Regions from separate parts of the Sus scrofa genome. Here region 2 is linked to region 1. The links are chromatin contacts, called in public Hi-C maps. All regions are on one chromosome and are shown on one strand. The core of a region is the stretch at or near the end of the contact, and the rest is flanking DNA. Distances in the headings are between cores, read along the strand shown. Region 1 overlaps LOC106508392 (a long non-coding RNA gene). Region 2 has its middle 70 kb from the start of VAPA.

Region 1 (6,152 bases), core at 950-3,449:
CTGAAGTTACCCTTCACTGGTCCAGGGAGCTTTAGAAAACATAATTTTCGTATTTGTGTGTACCTTTGAACTATGTGGCTTTCATGATCAATTGCTGTGTGAAACACAGGGGGCTTCCTTTCTTGGGCTTTGTGTAGCAAAAATGGACTTTCATCCTTCAGTTAAATCTAATTAAGGAACTGAAGTAACTTCCCATAAAAGTGAGAGGTTATTACGTGATAATGAAAGGCAGACTGTCTCCTGGTTACTCAAGTTGTAAACACAAGGTTGCATTCCCATCAAAGAGTCCTAATGATTTGTCCCCAGAGGGTTCCCATAATTATAGGATCCTATCATCAGGTGTTTCACTAAATGCCCAAACATGCAGTCTGCCCACAGAGGATGCTCCTCCAGGCCTATCCAAGTTCAAATCCCTAAGTTGCTCTACATTTTTATAGCAAAACCATTTTTATGCAACCTCCACGTGGAAGGGGCCCCGCTCTTTTTGTTTATCCAAGGATGTCCTTGCTTATCCTGCTGTGGGGAGGGGGTGAGGGAGGGCTGGCAATCAGGGAGCTCACCTAACTGTCCCCACCCCTGGTGAGTCTTGATGTGGCCAGCCCCACGACCTCTGCTCTCCACTGAAGGCAGTCCATGTCCTTCACCCCAGCTTGCTCATAAGATGTTTAGTAGTGGAGACTCATTTTGGGTTCTCTTCCCCTAGGATGCTTCCTGCCTGAACAGTCCACTCCTGATCAATTACATCAGCCCTTGGTGGCATTTCTTCCTGAAGAGTCAGCTTCAGCTGGCTCTCAGAGCCCAGGTATAATATCAGCAATACCAAGGGTAGAAGTTTTAGTTCACTCGGCCACAAATCACGTCCTTATACCACTCTGTCATTGATGGCTTCTCTCTCTTTCTGCAATTCTTCCTTGTTTTCTTACAGAGGGTTTTTTAAGTCCTCAATCCAGGCTAACTTCTATAGGAAATCCCTGCTCTGTCTAAGAGATGTGTGTGTTTCCGTGTGTGTGAGCAGGTGTATATGTAAGTGCCTGCGTGTGTGGGTGCGGGGGGGGGGTGGGTTGCATCACAAAGCTTTTTCTTTGTTTTACAAACTACTGTCCCAGGTTTTGCTGGGAGGTTCCTTCTTGGCTGGGTCACAGGCTGCTCCCAAACAGAAGGCAGTGGCCCCTGAATGAGTTCAAAGTGAATTTAGAAGAGTGTCCACACATCCTCCTCTCCTTCTGCACCAGCAAGAGCTGGGACCGAGTTCATCACCAGACACAAGCTGGGCACAGCTGGATGGGCTCTGTTCACTTTGTCAAAGTATTACGAAGCACCCAGCCCTTCCCTGGAACTGCTTACGATCCAAGAGTTAACCCAAATTAGACTCTTTCTCTGTTTCCAGTCACCCCCATCCTCCATTTCCTTCTCCCAGTAAAAGTGTTCCCCCAGTTCATCTTTATACTTACAATAGCCGATCACTCTGTACCCACATGGAATACCCATCATTCAGACACCGATCACTCTGAGGGACAGCCTTCAGATAGGAAAAATACCAGAGTTACCGAGACATTTATTTCCTCCTAATTCTATTATTATTATTCCTCAACCTCTCCTGCTAACTGCGCAGAATTCAGATGACCTGTGCCCGGGAGTATCCTCTGTTTGGGAGGTGGATCCTCAGGGCCTGGTCCACACCACCTGAAGCACAGGTGGACCTCATGACACCAGGTTCCCTGTCTCAGAGGCTCCCTTGTCCATTGGTGCATCCTGTTCCTTAGGACCTCATCCCCTAATGCTTTCCTGAGCTCTTTGAGATTACAGCTAAGCCCACCCTCCATAATCACCCCGCTGCTGCCCCCAACAGGTTCTATGTCCTTTTTTTTTTTTTTTTTTTTTTTTTTTCTTTTGTCTTTTTACGGCCACGCCTGTAGCATATGGAAGTTCCCAGGCTAGGGGTCAAATCAGAGCTGCAGCTGCCGGCCTAAATCATAGCCACAGCAATGCTAGATCCAAGCCGAATTTGCAGCCTACACCACAGCTCATGGCAATGCCAGATCCTTAACCCACTGAGAAAGGCCAGGGATTAACCCACGCCCTCAAGGATAGTAGTTGGGTTCTTAACCCACTGAGCCACAAAGGGGAACTCCAAGTTCTCTGTCCTTGGTAGCACTTCCCATATTTGTAATTTCTTAAATGTTATTTAATAGCCATCACTTCTGCTACCAAGTGAGTCCTCGAGGGAAGGGACCATCCTGCCAAGCCCCTGTCATGCCTGCATCATGGTCCCCAGTCCTTTGCAAACACATGCCGGGTGAGTAAGTATACACTGAATGTGCTGTCTGGTTTCTCTCACCAGCCATAAGGCCTGGCTTTATTAAAAACTGCCCCAGACAGAATTCAAAGTTACAGGCTATTACAAAATTTGAACGTAAACAGATTTCATCATAGCCCTGGCAATCAGGTCGCAGAACCCTGGCTTCACAAAACTGCTTTTTGATTCAACTCAGAATATTTGGTTCTGTCTAAAACATCTAGACTTTTTTTCTGAAGATGAATGTTACTTTCACTCTCCATCTAAAACTACTGTCAGGAGTAAAAGGTAATTATAAGGCCCCTCCATATGAAGACATCAATGCTTGCCAAAGAAACAGAAGGAATCCTTTCCCAAGGGGGCTGAAAAAATAATCTTGTCTGAGAAAATCACACACATGTAGTCCAAGCAACAATTGTGAGGGTCCACGGAGTTCACATCATGGCTCAGCAGTTAGCGAACCCGACTAGCATCCATGAGGATGTGGGTTCGATCCCTGGCCTCACTCAGTGGGTTAGGGATCTGGCATTGCTGCGAGCTGTGGTATAGGTCACAGATGCGGCTTGGATCCCGAGTTGCTGTGGCTCTGGCGTAGGCCAGTGGCTACAGCTCCCATTGGACCCCTGGCCTGGGAACCTCCATATACCGCAGGTGCGGCCCTAGAAAAGGCAAAAAGACCAAACAAACAAACAAACAAAACACCCCAATTGTGAGGATCCATGTCTTTTCTCATCAGTGCCTGAAGAGCAGGTAGCCGAAGCTGACCCCTGGGAGTCAAGAGAACCAGCTCAGCCAAACCTGACTTGGGATGGAGGACAGAGCAGAGGCAGGGGCTGTGCTTCCAATGAGGGCTTCTAGCCATAGCTGAAGAGTCTTGATAACTTGATAAAGGAAAAGCTAACATTACTAAGTCTTTCCATTTCTATACATTTGTATTTTTAATACATAAGATATATAAGATTATATGTCAGTAAGGAGGTTGATTTGAAAGCCTATTCTGAATATCAAAGATACACCCTGGAGTTTAAACTAGACATTGCCTGCTGGTCGGAATTTAGCTAAATTATAGGTCTAGCCTTGGTCTTGAATCAGGATGGCAGCATCAAAGTCCTACAGCTGTGAATGCTGAAGGTTCTGAAGACAGGCTCTGGACCTGAAGTGACAGCGGTGGTCCAGGGGTCCCTGCGGGCTCTCCCTGCAGCCACCCCCACCCCAGACTGGTCTTCCTCTGGTTTCTGCAGTGTCAGCACCAAGTCCCAGAAATGGGGGGAGTCAGAGTGAATCGTTGCCGATGTGGAAACTATTCGTGGAGGAGGACAAACTTCCCATCTGACCATGTCAATTCTCAGTGTAGATGACATCACAACTCACTGGTCCTTCTGTCCCCAGGACGTCACTTGGTGGATGGCACAAAGCCAGCTGGGGGCAGGAGCAGCCACGTGGGGAGTGTCCTTCCAAGGGTTATGGTCCAGTGGAGAGCAGGGCCTGGACACAGGTCAGCATGGGAGGCAGGGTCTGGCCAGGGGGAGACAAGGAGCTGTGTGCTGTGAGCCCCAGGGAGGTGGAAACAGGAGAAACCAGAAATGTGGAAAACAAGAAGAGGGCGTGGGGCGGAGCAGGAGCTGGGGAAGAGTGGGTGGAGGAGGCTGGGGCCCTGGAGGCCCAGGTGGAGCTGCCTAGAGCCCCTGGGGCAGAAGCTTTGGCGTCAGGCCCCAGCTTTGTGGGGGATGCGGAGTCTTGGCTGGAAGTCTCCCCTCCCTCATGTTTGCTTTTTGACTTTTGCTCATAGCTGTCTGTCCCTTTTCCAAGCAGCTGCAAAAACTGAAGGGAGAGCACATCATTCAAAGGTCTGTGTTACCTGGTGACTGTGGCTTATCTAGAGGCCCCCAGGTTGAGAGGCAGAGGTGGATTGTGAGAAACGTGACATCCTGGAGCAGAGGACCCTCCCCCCGAACTCTAGGCCGAGTTCCTCTTCCTCCATCACCTCTGGGCTGTGCCATCCTCGCCTTCCTCCTCCCCACATCCCCCCATCTCTGGGGGTGACAAAGCGCTGTCCCAGCCATCAGCAGAGCAGGTGGGGTCAGACAGGGCCAGGGGGTGGTTACCCAAGCCCTGGAATTGCTACCTTTTCTGCTGTCAGTGGGGACCTGCAGAAGCCATGGTAACCGCAGTATTTACCCGCTAGGGACATATTGCAGGGTGCTGATGAATTCCATAGAGATCAGAACAAGGCCAGTGACTAATCAGAAAGCAGGTGGACCAGCGGCACTGCAGGAGCTGGTGCCGGTACAGCAGGGGTGGACAGTGATGGGCCCAGGCTGGAGAGATTAGGGAGTTGGCATGTACTGTTTCTCGGGATTCTGTGCTAGATGCTCACTCCATTAAGAATGCTTCATTTCCTAATATCACCAGTGCCTTGCCAGCCATCATTGGAAGTGTTGCCTAAATACCTGTGACCTAAAGATAAGGTCTCTTGGGGGCTCTGGGGACCACGAGTGCTTGGGAAGCCCTGAGCCTGGCTGGGGGGTGCTCTCAACCCCACCCCCCAAGCCTGGGCATCAACTGCTGCATTGATGTTTCTCAGGCCACATGCCCTCATTACCCCAGTTGTGTTTAGTTGCCCATGGAGTGTGGGTGCTCAGGGGGATTTACGGGGAACATGAAGATCAGCACACAGCTGGGTGCGGTTCCTGGACGTGCAGCCTAGGGAGCCGTGGGGCTCTCCTTGCACCTGATGTGCTCAGGCTCTCGGGGATTTGCAGCCCCAAAGCCCTTAGCACCCACGTGGTTCAGCTGCCAGGGATTTCAGTGTCCCCTGTGAGCTGCAGAGTATCCTCTGCCCACATCTCTGAAAACGTGTGCTCTGGAGAGAATGGACAAAGGACAGGAGCCACAAGGCTGCTGTGCTCTGAGCCATGGGCCTTGGCGGGTCAGCTGTGAACTTGATAAGGGCCCAAGTGACAGGCACTGGGTGGGCTCGCCTCCGGCTGCTTGCTTGGCAGACGATCCAAAGCTCAGGGGTTGAAAAACCCAACGTGTTATTAATGCAGCTTGGGATGCTGGACTTTGGATGGGCCATCTCTGCTTCGTGATATCTGGGACCTTGGCAGTGGCCCTGCTGTTGGGAGCATGGGGAGTGGGGCACCCTCCCTCTACACATGTAGACCCTTGCCTGAGCCTAGGCTTCCCTGAAACATGGCAGCCTCAGGGAGGTCAGCCAGGTCAGGGTTCCCACAATGATGCCCAAAGGCCTGCCTCCCAGTTCTACTGGTCAAACAGCCGCAGAACCACTCACGGGCCAGGGAGGGGGCATAGATGCCATCTCTTTGTGGGATGGGTGTCCAAGATTTGACGGCCACTTTCATCTACCACATCACCATTATCCCCATTTAAGGGAGAGGAACCAAGGCTCAAGAAGCCAAAGGATTTCCATCTTATCAGGAGCCCAGCTGAGGTTGGAAACAATGAGCCCTAAGCCTGTCCTCCCAGTTTACAGCCCTGTTTTCCCAACCTGTGAATATCTGTTCAAGGTGAGACTTGAGGGCAAGCAACATTTCCACAGGATTTAGGGCAAAGCACAGCAAATTGTTTTGCCCCCGTCTTTTATACTTTGTATCACTCACTGCAAAGGCCTCTCCTGCCTGACATACCGCTGTAGGATCTAAAATTTGTTCTGAGAGGTTGTTCAAGGCAAAAGAAGAGGAAAAAATACAAACGAGTAAAATCACCAATTTAAATGAGAGCTACCTGGCTCAGGGTAGGCTTCCTTCCCCAGAGAACAGACATATTTACATGATGGAACAAGCTGGAACCCAATGGGAACCCCTTGTTATTATTAGATTTCCTCTTGAGAAGG
Region 2 (6,152 bases), core at 2,620-5,119, 200 kb before region 1:
GGTGCAAGTCCCTGTCTTGCTTGCCAAGCAGCTGGGCCCCTGGGCTGGTCACCCTGTCTCTTTGGGCCCCATTTTTCTTACTGTAAAGTAAAACGTTTGGCTTTCAAGGCTTCTTCCAGCTTTACAAATCGGAGTCTGGTCCTAAATTGAACCACACTTAAAGAAAGCTTGCAGCTTAAAGATGTTACTTGGTGGCCGTGGGCCTTTTTGGAAAGTGACTAGTTACCTCACAGGTGGTCTTCCTGGTAATTTCAGATCTCACACCGCCATCTGTTCAGAGATAAGCTGATACTCTGAGGCTGTACACTTTGAACATCAGAAGCAGAAGGCACTGGCAGCGTATGAACGAGGCCACCATGTGTACCCCTAGTGGGACGGCCTGTGGCCTCACCCAGGAGCCCCGCACGTGTCCTGCAAATGGTGCCCCCACTGTCCATGCCAGGTACCCAGGCAGAGGGACTCGAGGCCAGACTGGAAGAGTGATAGTAAATACAGCCCTCGCCCTGCTTGCTAGGTCCCCCATCTCTAGCCCCCACCTCCATCCACTCATGTTGGGGTGAAACTGATAGCACTAACGTCCTGAACCTCGCCAGAACACAGACTGGGACTTGAACCCACGTGCCAGGACTTGAACCTGGCCTAAACCCTGATTGGGACTTGAACCCACAGTTTTGAATTAGAATCACTCACCCAGTGTCTGGACCCACTGAAGTTCAGGGTCTTCATGCCTCCGCACAGAAGGAATTCAGCGAGAGACAAAGTTATAGGCAAGAAATAGATTTATTAGGATAGGATGCTACTGAGAGATGCAAGCAGGCAGGGAAGGAAGTTTCTGCCCGGAGGATCCAGGATCCGGTGGGCTATAGTTTTATCATCCAAGGGGAGTGGGTGTCAAAAAGCATGGCCTCTTCCTCTTTCGGCTGAAGGGCAATCCTCAAACTCCTGCCCTTGGTCTGAATCTGAATGTAGGCCTCATCCCATCCCCACCAACGACCTGAGGCAATCGTCACACCTGTAGTCGAGCAAGCCTGCCTTGTTCTGACGCCCGCTCTTGAGCAGGTAATAACTTACAGTGGTCTCCCAACATCCCCTAGATTTCCCTCACTATCTGTGGTCTCTTATTGGGACTTTTATAACTACCTGTGCCCACTCTATCCCTATGTGTGTATGTGGGCAGGGGCTGGTACTTCACCACCAGACCTAGCTAAGGCCCTGGGGGCTTTTTAGGTACCTGGGCAGAGAGAAGGGTGACCTGCCCAAAGGCCCCAATGTGGTCAATGAAGTTATTCATGTTAATGAAGGCGATGCCTTATAAATAATTCAAAGTTGCTACAAATCCACACATCTTTTCCAGATTGCCTGCTTGCAGTGAGCTCTCCATAAATGTTTACTGAAGGCTGAATAAATTAACATACAAATGGATATTTTGCAGTGGGTTTGGTATTTATATTTGCACATCTGTTTGTTGAATGTTCTGAGGATTCACAGCCACCCTCACAAAATGAGGAAGGATGGCACATTACCAGGACAGGTCACGGAGACCAGGAAAAGCAGAGCCAGTGAGGTGCCCCTGCTGTCATCCATCCACCTGGCGGCAGAGGAGGGGCCTGGGCTGTTATAAGCCCCCAGCCTTAAGCCCAGCATTCATGGGACCAGGGGCTGACTCTCCTTTCCAGGATGAGGGACCCTGCTGTTGGCTGAGCTGGGAGGCTGGCTCCCTCTGACGTCAGGCATAGCTCTAGAACTTCCAGGCTTTCTGGTGCTGGCATTTCCTGGGATTTGCCATCTCGAATCCAGAAAGCTGACTGTTCTGGGGAGAGGAGTTTTTGAGCAAGTTCTTGGGTTTTCTGAGGCTGGAGTTCAGTTTCTTTTATTCTCCTCACTGATCCCCGTCTGCCCTGGGCACTGGCACTGAGGAGCCGGCCTGCACCTGGCCAGTCATTTGTTCCAGGGAGCGGACACCCCAAAGGCCTTGGTTTCCACCTTGCTACCCTCTCTGCTGAGCTCACCCTTGATCATGATCCTGGTTCCCTGGCTCCTTAAGCAGCAAGAACCTTCCACAGGAACCCGACAAATGAAGAAGCCGCATTATTTCTCACACTGGGGTAAAGGGGACTGATGACCGGTGCACACCACCATGTGGGAAGGCCCGTGTCTGGGGGTGAGAGCAAGAAGCACTTTATGTAAATATCAGTTGGGGAAGTTTCCAGCCCTTATTCAGGAGAGTCTTGGCCCCTAAAATGGCCTCCGTCTGGCAGTCAGGTGAGCAGGTTGGAATTTTAGCTTGAATGTCTGAGGGATCTCCCTTCATCGTCAGCTCCCTTCTCACCCTGATTTAAATGCAGGAACAGCCCAGAGAACAGGTGAGTCAGAGTGAGATGTCAGAGCCAAGCCACTGGTCAGATTCAGGCTCTGCCCCTCTGAGCTGTGTGACTCTGAGCAAGTGACTTAACCTTTCTGGGCTTCTGTATCCTCATGTTTAAAGGCTGCTGTGAAGATGAAAGACATTTAAATATGTAAATTTGTGACGCATTCAGAGCTTTGCTTGGCCCAAGTCAAGTGTGTTGTGTAAGGCGGGGTGTGTTTGGGGACCCCTACAGATGATGCCAGTCCTCTCCATGGAATGACCCTAGAAGAGGTGAACCTTGGGACTCACCTCACCTGGGCATCTCCCTGTGATACCTGCCTCTGTGGTCCAGCCCCTCCCCAATCTCTGGAGCTGACGAGCAGTGGAATTCTGCAAACCAGATGAGGTCACTGCCTTCTTTCTCATGCACCAGGATCCCAGATGGATAAACTTTTTTTTTTTTTTTAAATCCACTTGTATTTAGTACTCAGTTTAAAAAAAAATTATGTCAATAGCTTTATTGGCTCAAGATCAGCAAAAGAAAAAAGGAGGAAGAAGTTTGCCTTTCAACAGAGTGGTCCAAAATGCTGAAAGTTTCCCCCCTAAAGGCTTATTTATGGCTTTCTTTTCGGAATTCTTTCCTTTGGTGGTTAAGACATGCACAGCGTCTTTGAAGTGGGCCAGACATGTTTTCTGCATCTGTGGTCTCTCTGCAGGGCTGGTTCAGATAAACCAGTTTCCTTATGGTTTTCAGCCATCGGTGGGGGGAATCAGTGTCTCACAGGACTGTGCACACGATTTGATCACCTTGGACAAATAAGGGGATTTCACAGGTGGACCCTCGCCATACCCCTTCCCCCCGTCCTGGGAGAGGTGGTCATGGGCAGCATTTTCTGCAGGCTCTGTGATGGGGGTCCCTCTCAACATCGCCCTCATCCTGTCTGTTGTGACATTGCGTCTGTGTCAGAAGCTGCTATGCATCGGTTATGCACTCGAGCAAGCAAAACCCACAGCCCAAAGAGAGTGCAGACGTGACGGGATGCCTGTCCTGTCAGACCCACGACCCCAGAGGCAGCCTCCGCCTCGGGGATTCCATCCCACCATGGTTACAGGTCAGTTCCAACTGCAACTTAACAGTGACTGATCCAGTCTCTGCTTTCCTCCTCAGAGCAGATGCATGATGCCGTAATTACATGTTGATTATGTGTGATAACACAGGAAGTACAGCCAGCACACAGGAGGCCTTCAGGAAAATTGATTGTTGAGACTTTGATGATCACGTGCAGCTTGAAACGGATTTTGGAGAAAAGCAGCCTCAGAGACCGCACCCCTGATTTTCCTCTCCTGCAGTCTCGTCCAGGCCTGTTCCTTCCCCGAGTCAACATTCCTAATGCTCCGTCTTATAGAAAAATTCTGACCCACAGTGGGTTCCACCCAGTGTCTCTCCGTCCCTACAGAGTCAATGTCCCAGAGGTTGGTTTTGTTGCCTTTTCTTCAACCTTTGCCTCCACCGCAGTGTGCTGCCACCAACAGCCACTGAAGCCCTGGCTGCACCCGAGTTGAGCTCTGGGCTTCCCTCCTGCTCTGGGTCATGTGCTCCGTGGCCCCGCGGGTGGCCACTGCCCTGTTCTGAAGGGCAGCAACTGGGCAGATGGTTAGCGACCACTGAAACTGCACCAGTGCACCACGAAAATAGATTGTTTAATTTGAATTATATAAAATTTAAATTTGAATGGTCATTGAAAACCTTTTCAGTATGGCTGCAGCTACGTGGGTCTGTGTGGCTAGTGTTTTCATCTGTGTGTGCTCTGAAATGTACATTCAGAGCAAGCATTTCTGAAGAAAATGTAGTGTCTGAATGGAGATGGGCCGAAGGGTAAGATACACGGTAGGTTTCTGCGATCTGTTTTAAAAAGAAGAGTGTAAAATCTCTCAGTATTTTCTATTTGATTGCATTTTGAATTCATAATATTTTGGCTACATGGGGTTAAGCACAATTTATTATCAAAATAATTTGTACCTGTTTTGATTTTTTTTTTCATTTTTTGGTTGCACCTGTGGCATGTGGAAGTTCCTAGCCCAGGGATCAAACCCACGCCACGGCAGTGACAACACCAAATCCCTAACCCATTGAGCCACCAGGGAACTCCTTGATTTTCTTTTAAGGTGGATGCTAAACAGAACCTCTGAGGCTGGCATTTCATTTTAGTCTGGACGGTGCTGCTATGGGCCAACTGCTCCAGGAAGTTCTCTGCTCCCTTGGCATCCATGCCGGCCCCTCCTTGTCTCTCTGACGTCTTTCTGTCTCTGATGTCTTTCTGGGTGCAGGTGGCCTCCGCAGCACTCCTCAGTGCTGGGGCTTCCCAGGGTCTGTCCTCTGTCGTGTTCTCTCGCTGCACGATCCCTTCCTCCTTCCCCTTTGCTGGAGCGTGGACAGCCCCTCACATTCACCTGAGACTCTTTGCAGGATGATTCCAGTAGAATATTCCCGGGATATGTCACCTCAGCCTGCCCCAACCTGCTCCACCCCCTGGCCTCTGTGTCACGGTCCCCTCCCAGTATATGTGCCATCATCATTTGTGCTGGAGACCAGGGCCAGACTAGGGCCCCCCTCATGCCCCACTACCAGATCCTGGAGACCCCAGCTTCTCTTTTCTAGGTGAGCTTTGATGGCCTCTTCTTGCCTGCGCCAGGCCTGGTCTCCCTGTCCCCTCCCTCCTTGTCCAGGCTGCAGATCCAGCCGGAGTGAGGCGTCCAAAATGCCCCCTTCCAGGGGTGCTGACTTAGTATAAAAACTGTTAAATGCTGTTTTCTTGAACCATGTTAATTCACTTTTGAAATGGAGTTGTAATTGACATATAACACTATACCGGTTTCCCATGTACAACACAGTGATTCGATCCTGGTGCTTCTGGCAAAATGGTCACACAGTAAGTCTAGTTAGTATTCATCACCACACAGTTACACATTTTCTTCTTGTGATGAGCACTTTTAAGATCTGCACAGGTAGCAACTTTCAAGCAATAGGAATTATTCCCTGGGGTCACCCCACTGTCCACTCCATCCCTAGGACTCACTTATTTTCTACCTGGGAGTCTGTACCTTTTGACTACCTCCACCACAAAATGCTCTCTGATGTGCTGAGTACCCAGCATGAGGTCTGAAGGGTGGACAGGAGGACAGAGGGGCACAGGTAGAGTCCAGATTTTCATCCCAAGCCCCAAGACAGTGCAAAGCTCTTCCTCTGCCTTTCCACCTGTGTCTGTCAGATCTTCTCACCCTCACTCCAGTCCCCCGTGTTCCAGGCTGCTCCCTGCTTTGTGCAACCGGCTCCCTCTGCCCCGGGAGCCCCTCCTGCCACCACCTGTGACACAGCGCCCGCTCTAGGGCAGGGTCCTCATGGATGCCTCACTGAGGTTTCTCTCGGCCCCCATGAGGCGAGTGGAGAGCACATTCCTGTTACCCATGTCACTTAGCACCGTGACCTCCCGGCCTGGCCATAGACAACTGCACATTAAGATTAAAGCTCAAGTATGGCCAGATTGCAGTGGCTCTGACCCAGAAACTTGCTGCCCTGGAGTCTTCTTCGGCAGGGGGTCTCTGAGTCGGGGCTCCAGTGTACCTGTGTTCTCCTTCCTGCCCTGTGGGGTGACTCACTCGAGCCCCTCTACTCAGCGGCCACCATGGAGGGGTGGCCTGCGAAAGGTAGGAGCAGACAAGGGTACATGGTCTGCAGCCAGTTTTAAAATAGGGATAAAACCAACCAGAGGTCAGCCTGCTTTTTATCACCCTTGCCCTATGGTTC

What was found. A called contact is a pair of places that touch in the nucleus more often than the background predicts.
Region 2: a Hi-C map of liver shows a contact between it and region 1, with 5 times the contacts expected there. The contact joins two enhancer-like sites. A contact is called at or near these places in 3 of 5 promoter capture datasets (fetal liver, fetal skeletal muscle and liver), 7 of 47 Hi-C or Micro-C datasets (embryonic fibroblasts, liver, mesenteric adipose tissue and 3 more) and 2 of 2 datasets of contacts at active chromatin or transcription factors (alveolar macrophages and skeletal muscle).

What each region holds. Positions count from the first base shown.
Region 1 is chr6:97,977,853-97,984,004 of Sscrofa11.1, reverse strand. It overlaps LOC106508392 (a long non-coding RNA gene), which reads right to left. Exons shown (of 3, transcript XR_002344996.1): 2 at 1,452-1,519. Among named protein-coding and RNA genes, the nearest start is that of NAPG, 6.0 kb to the right of the region's middle. Within about 2 kb of position 2,199, at least 3 of the 83 cell types and tissues checked have an H3K27ac peak or open chromatin away from gene starts, as enhancers often do. A contact at or near this core is called in liver, where this site is marked.
Region 2 is chr6:98,181,613-98,187,764 of Sscrofa11.1, reverse strand. No RefSeq gene overlaps it. Among named protein-coding and RNA genes, the nearest start is that of VAPA, 70 kb to the left of the region's middle. Within about 2 kb of position 3,869, at least 1 of the 83 cell types and tissues checked has an H3K27ac peak or open chromatin away from gene starts, as enhancers often do. A contact at or near this core is called in liver, where this site is marked.